2 separate regions of the Mus musculus genome follow, and region 2 is linked to region 1. A link is a contact called in public promoter capture Hi-C data. All regions are on one chromosome and are shown on one strand. Each heading gives the region's core, a stretch centred on a gene start, on an enhancer-like site or on the middle of the called end of the contact. The rest is flanking DNA. Distances are from core to core; before and after follow the strand shown.

Region 1 (3,658 bases), core at 235-2,734:
AAGCATGTTTGCAACACCGGAACTAAGAGACCCTCTTCTTAGTCCATCCCTGTCAATAGTATAGGCCTTTTCAAGAGAAGAGAGAAGACTTTGTTACTGGTCCCCAGGACCATCAGATTTGCACACAAACACTTCTTCATGATAAACTCCCTGGTGACTAGTGTCCAGTCAAAAACTTTCAAACCAACCAGACTTAAAAGCCTCCAAGTCACAGGTTCTAAACAAGTCTTACCTCCCAACATCTTGACTATTTCACTACCTACTCCTCACCTCCTGTAACTAATTCATCACTGTGTTCCCTACACAAGAGCCCAGGTCTCTGTCGCCAAAATAACCATTTAATTCCACAGTTTATCAAACGCTAACAAATGCACCATCAAATTGACTTTTTACATGGCCGCTGACGTCACTGTCAGGGGGTGACTTGTTCTTGCTTTAACTAAAGTGTAACTCTGTATCCACTGCATCCTGCCTTGGATTATGTCCACAGAGGCATATTTGCATCCATTTCACTACCCTACCTAATGACTTTGACTCCAATCTTGGCCTCAGAATAACTCTTTTAACATTTAAAAAAACGCCCTTCCTTACCTCCAGCAGACTAAGGCTCTTGGGGGACAGATTTCAAGCTTTCTTTCTCATCCTTGGCAGCTTTAACATAACGTTCCCAGCAGTACTACTACAGGCCGTGGTCCTTCCCTCTGGACTAACCACCAACTCTGCGACTTGTTTTCCTTAGGATAACTCCATTTCACCAAGCTCACCCAACACTTACCAGTGACATCTTAATAGTCTTTGCAACTTTCAAAGGCCAGCCAGCCTCTAGGGTTCCAATTTGAAAACCACTGGTGTGTTCTACGACCCTCACAATGACTCAGTGACCTAACTCATTCGTCGCCAACTCACCTGCTGGAACCCTTTACAACTCAAGACATTCCTCTAGGCTTTCACCTCCCCCAACCCTTCAACAAGTCACTGGCCTGCGGAGTCCCCTTTCTCCCCTCTACGCATCTCCCGGGTCTTACAAACTCAACCCGAAATTCCTAATTTCGCGCGCTCTTTCCTCTCCATCGCCCCTCCATCCCAAGACCCCGAGACGGTCATCTCCCCTCAGGTAACCTCTCCAAGCACAGCTTTGGGACACAACCTCTAAAACCCCGAGAGATGCCCCGGTCTCTCCCATAGCTCCCGAGGCTCCCCCGCCTCCCCCAACAGGTTCCTCCAGACTCAACTCGCCAAGCCAGCGCCCCGACCCCCGGAGGCCCCCCGGCCACACGCGCACGCGGACCCGGCCCCCGCCGCGCCGGCCCGCCCCTCCCCCTCCCCGGGGCCACTTACCCCGGGCCGGAGAGGGGGAGGGGCGAGCGCGGGCGGGAGCTGCGGTCCCCGGCTGCTCTCAGCCCCGGGGGGCCGGGGCCCGGACCAGCGGCAGCAGCAGCGCAGCGTCTCCCCCCGGCGGCGGCAGCGGCGGCGGCGGCGCCGTCCCACTCCCGCAGGCACACATAGGCTCCATTGTCCGCCGGTGCCTCCCCCTTTCCGGCTCCCCCTCCCAGGCCCGCCCCTTCCCCCTCCCCTCGACCCTCCCCCAGCCGCACCGTGCCACGAAAGGTACCGCGGGCCCCGCCTCGGACGCGAGCGGAGGCGCGCCCCTCCCCCGGCCCGCCCGGCGGGGAATGGGGCCCTGGCCCCGCCGCCGCCAGGGCCCGCCCCCTCCGGGGGAATGGCACCCGTCCCCCTCCCCGAAGGCGATCGATGGTACCAGCCCGCCGCGGCCTCCGCCCCCTCCCGCGCCTGGCTCAAGAGAAGCCGCCCGCGCCCCGCCCACCCACGGCCCCGCCCCGACGGCACCGCCTTCTGCTTTGCATGACCCCTCCCATCCAACCCCGCCCCGGCTAGTCACCGGGTCCCCCCGCGGTGACGCCCACTCCCCGGTTTAAAGCCACAGAACCCTCTTTTTCAACTAAAAGATCCTCCTGCAGGACCCACGGGGCGGGTGGTGCGGCGGGGAGGTTCTCTTCCTTCCTCACCCTCCTCCCGGCGCTCATTCACCCAGACTCCCCATGGCCTCCAGCAGTACTGGAGCCACCGAAGGGGATTAGAAAAGGCGCGGGAGGGGGAAGGGCAGAGTGGAATTTAGCCATCTTTGACAGAAACTAACTGGGAGCTGCAGAAGGAACCGATCTTCCTTCACTCGCCCGCCGTTCAGGGTCGGGCCTAGTCTTCAGTCTTCATGCCACCTCCTCGCACCTCTCCACTGCGATTCCGCCTTGCTTCCCCCAGCCCACCCATCCGCCCCTAGGTGTCCACTCTACCTTTGCCCGTGAGGGCTTTCTTCCCTCTGGAAAGCTGGTCCCCTCGGCTTGCACTCTTCTCCCTCTTCCCAGAACAGACTCTCTGGGGTCCTGCTGGCGCTGTGGCTAGAGCAAGGTCTCCTTCACCTCGGGCCCTGCCCCGCCCCGCCCTGCCTGGCCAGCACTACCTATGGTTTCCAGAGAGCACCTTCTGCCCCGGCCTCCAGGTCTTCTCCCAACCACAGTATCACTCACTTAATTTTATTTTTTGGAAGAGCTTTGATGTTGAGAATTCGAGGGCGACGCGTTCAGCACTACCCCTGTGAAGTTAGATGTTAGCTCATTAGGTAGCACTTTTTCACATCTTGGTTAATGCGCCTTGCTCAGATTCCTGTTATCCTTATTTTGTGGGGCCGTGTTACTGCCTTGACCAGCCATCGTTACTGTCTGCCCTCCCCACAAAACCCTACTAATCTTCGAGTTTGTACTTTGCGGAGTTGATCTTAAGGATTCTCCTGCAACTCTGTGCACTGGTCCAAAGCGTTTCTAACAGTTAAGTGGATTCTGTGTACCTGAGAATGTACAGTCTCCCCGAAGATGGAAGCAAGCAACATAGCCAAAAGACCTACATGGGTTTAACCAGGACAGCCACTACTGCCTCCGCTTTTCTCTATATAAAATAGGGAACCTTCCTGTGGTACCCTTTTAAGGAGCAGTGCTGTCGTAAAGGATGGTATATAATAGAACGCTAAATAATAAAGTTCACTCACTACTTTCCAATCTTCGCAAAACTCACAACTGGCCATATGGGTTTCCATACAGTTTCTCCCTGGCTTAGAATCTGAACAACTGTGGCAAGATATTTTCTCTTTGAGACTGAGTTTATAAGTTTAAAAGAGAGTCAGGTAGGTCTAAATGATATAAACCTGAGAGCAAATTGAGTCCACGTAAGAAATAAAGTTGAAGGGTTTGGGGGTAGGGAGCTGTCAACTTTTGGCTTTAGAAATTAGATTCCACATAGCTACGAACCTCTCTAAAAGAGAAAAGATCACGTGTGACTATGAGAAAAGACAATCAAACTAGAAGTATGTAAGAGTATTTGGGATTGCTAATGTAAGGGAAGGGTCTTGACTCATATAGATTGGATTCCTCTAAAAGAAAACCACTGCCAAAATACTTCTGTCCTCATTAGGATTTCTGTTGCTGTGATGAAACATCATGACCAAAAGTAAGTTGGGGAGGAAAGGGCTTATTTGGTTTACACTTCCACATTGTAGACCATCACTGAAGGAGGTCAGGACAGGAACTCAAACAGGGCAGGAACCTGAAGGCAGGAGCCGATACAGTAACTTCCAGGTATGCTGCTT
Region 2 (3,776 bases), core at 714-3,213, 4.4 Mb after region 1:
ATAGAATAGAGTACTCCAAATACTAAGTTCACTAGACACCTGTTAGGGTACATTAAACACTTCGGTTGAACTTAACTAAATTCTCAGTTGAACTGTTATTGTAGCACTTGAGTGCCTCTGTCCTAGGCCTAAAGGCATAACTCTGACTTAAACGTCCTCCTGGATTATTTATTATTATAAACACCCCAATTTCTTCTGGAGGATAACTTCAGAGTTCTGCACACAAAATGATGCTTCAGAGGCAGATGTTATGTGTAAGCTGAGAGCAACAGGTTGTTCAGCACCTGTTGCCACTAAACAACCGTTTGACCTTGAACAAGTCACTTCACCTTCCTAGGCTTTGAACTTCCTAAAAGCCGCTCAAGGTCTCCAAATGACAAAGATACTTTTCGAAGGGATAGGAGATAAAAGATGGGGCTTTAAGGAATAAATGGTTTATAGGAACGGCTTGGATGGCATGTAGGATGGTGTGACACATAGATCCGGTTTCCATCGTGGAAAGTGGAGGCCAGGAGGGAATCAGTTCTTTGCTAGGATGCTGCATACGCCGACCAGCCCACACTGGGCACTATCGGGGTCTCTATTCTCTCTTCCTGGCCCACGTCTTATAATCATCTCTTTCAAGTCTCCAAAGAATGTGCTTCCCTCTGGCTCCATCCAGTATATACCCGGGTGCCTTAGGACCTGCAGTGTCTACAGCTTGTCTGCTTGGTCAGCCCTGAAAAGGGTGGAATGGACTCTCCCACCTGTATTCTCATGACTGGTGCTTTTTCAAGCTAGGAACTGATATTTTCAGGGTTATTTTTTTAAGTTTTTAATCTGCTACTTTGAGGTCAAGAACTAACTCTTCCGAGGTGGACAGCAGTAACCGAGGTGGGAACTCAGTGTTGTTCGTGCCCGATTCCCTCATTCTCTTCGGGAACCGCTCTCGGGTGAGACAGCAGTGCAGGAAACCCGCATGGCTTTTCTAACACCATCAACTGCCCAGTCTCCAGTCCTTTGTTAGATTGACAGTACCCTGCGGCCCTGAAGGGTCAGCCTGGCCCCATTTAAGAATTGTGCTCCGACATAAAACAACACACCCCTCCCCGTCGTTAAGACGATAACACCAGTTACCAAAGGCACATCCTGTTATGGACAGTGGCCCATTTTAAAGCTCTCAAAAGTATACCTTAAAGGCTATCTTTGGGCTGTGAAGTCACACCCTTTCTGGCACCAGCTTCGCTGGGCTGGTTCGGCCTAAGGGGAAGCCAGTTTTTTTCCTTTGGGGGAGGGCGGTCGCCTCTGCGGGGAGCTGGCCGAGCCCCAGCGCCTCCAGGAGAAGGGAGTCTCGACCCGGAGGCTGCCCTCGCCGGCGCCGGGCCGCGGCGAGGACCGCCACCGCGAGGGGGCCCTGTCGGAGCTCCCCGGGGGAAGGGGAGGAGCGCTCCTTCCCCTGGGCACGGTGGGAGGAGGGAGAAAGGAAGCGCAAGGCGCGCGGTGAAGGCGACCAGAGGGCTCAGGCAGGGCAGGCGCCCGGCTCAGAGATGCCGCCCCGGGTGCTCCTCCTCCCGGGCCGCTGCCCGCGCTCAGCACCCGCCCCTCCATTGCCGAGAGCCCGGTCTCTAAGCCGCTTCCTCCCGCGCCCCCGCCCGGGGCCCGGGCTCGCCAGACACTCACCCCCTTCCCCATGGTGGCGGCGCTGCGGGCCCCGCGCCGGGTCCTGTTGCTGGAGACTAGAAAGAGAAGAGAGCAGCTCCCGGCCGGGAGAGCGGAGCCGGGGGAGCCGAGAGGCGGGAACTAGGGCTGCCGCGGGAGGAAAGAGGGAGGACGGCCGGCGCCCCGGACCGAGGCCGCCGCTGCTGCCGCCGCTGCTGCCGCCGCTGCCACGTGTCCGCCTCCTCCCGCCGAGGCTCCGCGCCCCAGACCCAGCCGCAGCTCGAGCCCGTGCCTCCTCCTCACTTCCTAAAATATGCAACCTGCGTGATGGCTCCGCCCACGCGTGCACGTCACCGTTACCGGAGCAACCTGACACCGGCTCCAGCTAGCTCCGCCTCCGCCTCTAACCCCTCCCAGCCGGGCCCAGACCGCGCTAGCGACTGCCTGCCCTGGGCTCCCGGCAGGAGGGCGCCGGTGCCCAGGACGCGGGTGTCTGGGTCTCTCAAGGGCTACGGAGCGCTCCCGCCTGCAGAACACTGGGGACTTGAGTGAGCAGCCTGCGGAGTAGGGTGCGGAAGGTCCACAGTGGGTGCGGCGCAGTCGGGGCTAGTCTACTTGCTCAGCGTAGCTTTTCTGGGGTCTCGAGGGGCCGGGGTTGGACAGCAGCTGCACGACTCCGAGGGATTCCTCTCTGCAGAATCCAGGCCGGCATCCTTCGGCGGCGGCGGATGGTGCTTTCCCTTTGATTCCTTCGTCCTGGGGTCCTCTCACTCCACCACTAGAGAAATGCTTCAGGACATATACACACGCGCGCGTGCGCGCATCACTTACATTTCCCTTCCCTTATGACCCCCAAATGACTATATAAAAAAAAAAAGTCAGTAAGAAATTCATTCACAGCACTGTATGAATGAAATCTTGCAAAAGAGGAGGGGGGATTAAACTGTTTGTTGGAGAGTTTCTCCTTTTTATGGCAGAGAAACCTAAAACCCAAAAGAACACCCATCTTTAGTAAAAGAGGTGGCTCAAGCATTTTGAAGAACAGCATCCACAGCATCCGTGGTTACCTTGAGGGTCTCATCAGACTCACTTCCAGCCAGTCGCATCCCACTCTTGGCCTGGCAGAGTTGCAGGGCGGGGCTTCTAGTTTCAGTGGCTAAGCAGGCGCTGTGATGGCTGAAACTTAACATCAGAAACAACAAAGTATTTGTTGTTGTTCTTACCAATCTCAGGAAAGCAAGCAGTCTGGGAAAGCTTAGGATTCAGAAGAGAAACTCGATTTCCATCTCTGAAAATACCTAGAAGTAAGGAAAACACTAACTTCTTAGATATAGACCTATCAACTTCAAGTGTCAATGCTTTGTAGGATGTAGAGCTTGCAAAAAATAGGTGGGGGTGGGCAGAGGGTAAGGGAAGGAGAAACACCCAAACATCTAGGCACTGTGTTATCAGTTCCTCCATAGAGCAATTCTCAGTACTTCTTAGAAACAACGGTTGCTTATACAACTGTTGCTTATAGCAGAAGGCAGCCTTTATCTCTTCCAGTGATCTACAGAACTTGATTAAATCAGTTTGGGGCTTAGAGAGAAGAGGAAACTATAAGCAAAATTTAAAATCACGATTCTGGGGAAAGACCCTTCAAATCCAGAGTACCAGTACCAGCCCTGTTAGTTCAACTGGAGGTCACAGAGTGTTAGCTAGACTTAAGAAAGTGCATTCCTGTGCATGGCAGATCACTGCCACTGTGCAGCAGGCTTTGCTTGCTGAAGACCTTACTTTAAGATGAATTGCCTATAGGCTCTGATCTAAATGGGAAAACACAACAACTAAAATACAGAAAGCACATGCTTGGGCTGTGGTCCTCCTTACTCATCCACTCACTCATCAAGATAAGTCTGATAGGTCAAGACGCTGCTTTATCTCCACAGCTGCTTCCTTGCAGCTTGGGGTGCTGACAGCCTCTCAGGAGACCCTGGGTTTCTAGTTGTGTTCAAGGATGGAGAAAGGGCAAAATAAGTATGGACGTCTAATTAAACCCTGTATTTTGCTCTTGACTTCATACAATAGTTTTTAACCTGTCCTGGAGTTCTTACATGGCTCCAAATGGAGCAGCAAAACTGTCCCCCATTTTGTGTGTG

The links. Promoter capture Hi-C pulls out the DNA fragments that hold promoters and counts their contacts.
Region 2: a promoter capture Hi-C map of pre-B cells shows a contact between it and region 1. The contact joins the promoter of Atp1a1 here to the promoter of Bcl9 in region 1. A contact is called at or near these places in 2 of 39 promoter capture datasets (cranial neural crest and pre-B cells).

The regions. Positions count from the first base shown.
Region 1 is chr3:97,225,880-97,229,537 of GRCm38.p6, forward strand. Bcl9 (B cell CLL/lymphoma 9) reads right to left here and starts at 1,485. Exons shown (of 10, transcript NM_029933.4): 1 at 1,339-1,485.
Region 2 is chr3:101,602,744-101,606,519 of GRCm38.p6, forward strand. It overlaps Atp1a1 (ATPase, Na+/K+ transporting, alpha 1 polypeptide), which reads right to left and starts at 1,964. Exons shown (of 23, transcript NM_144900.2): 1 at 1,660-1,964. The coding sequence starts at 1,671.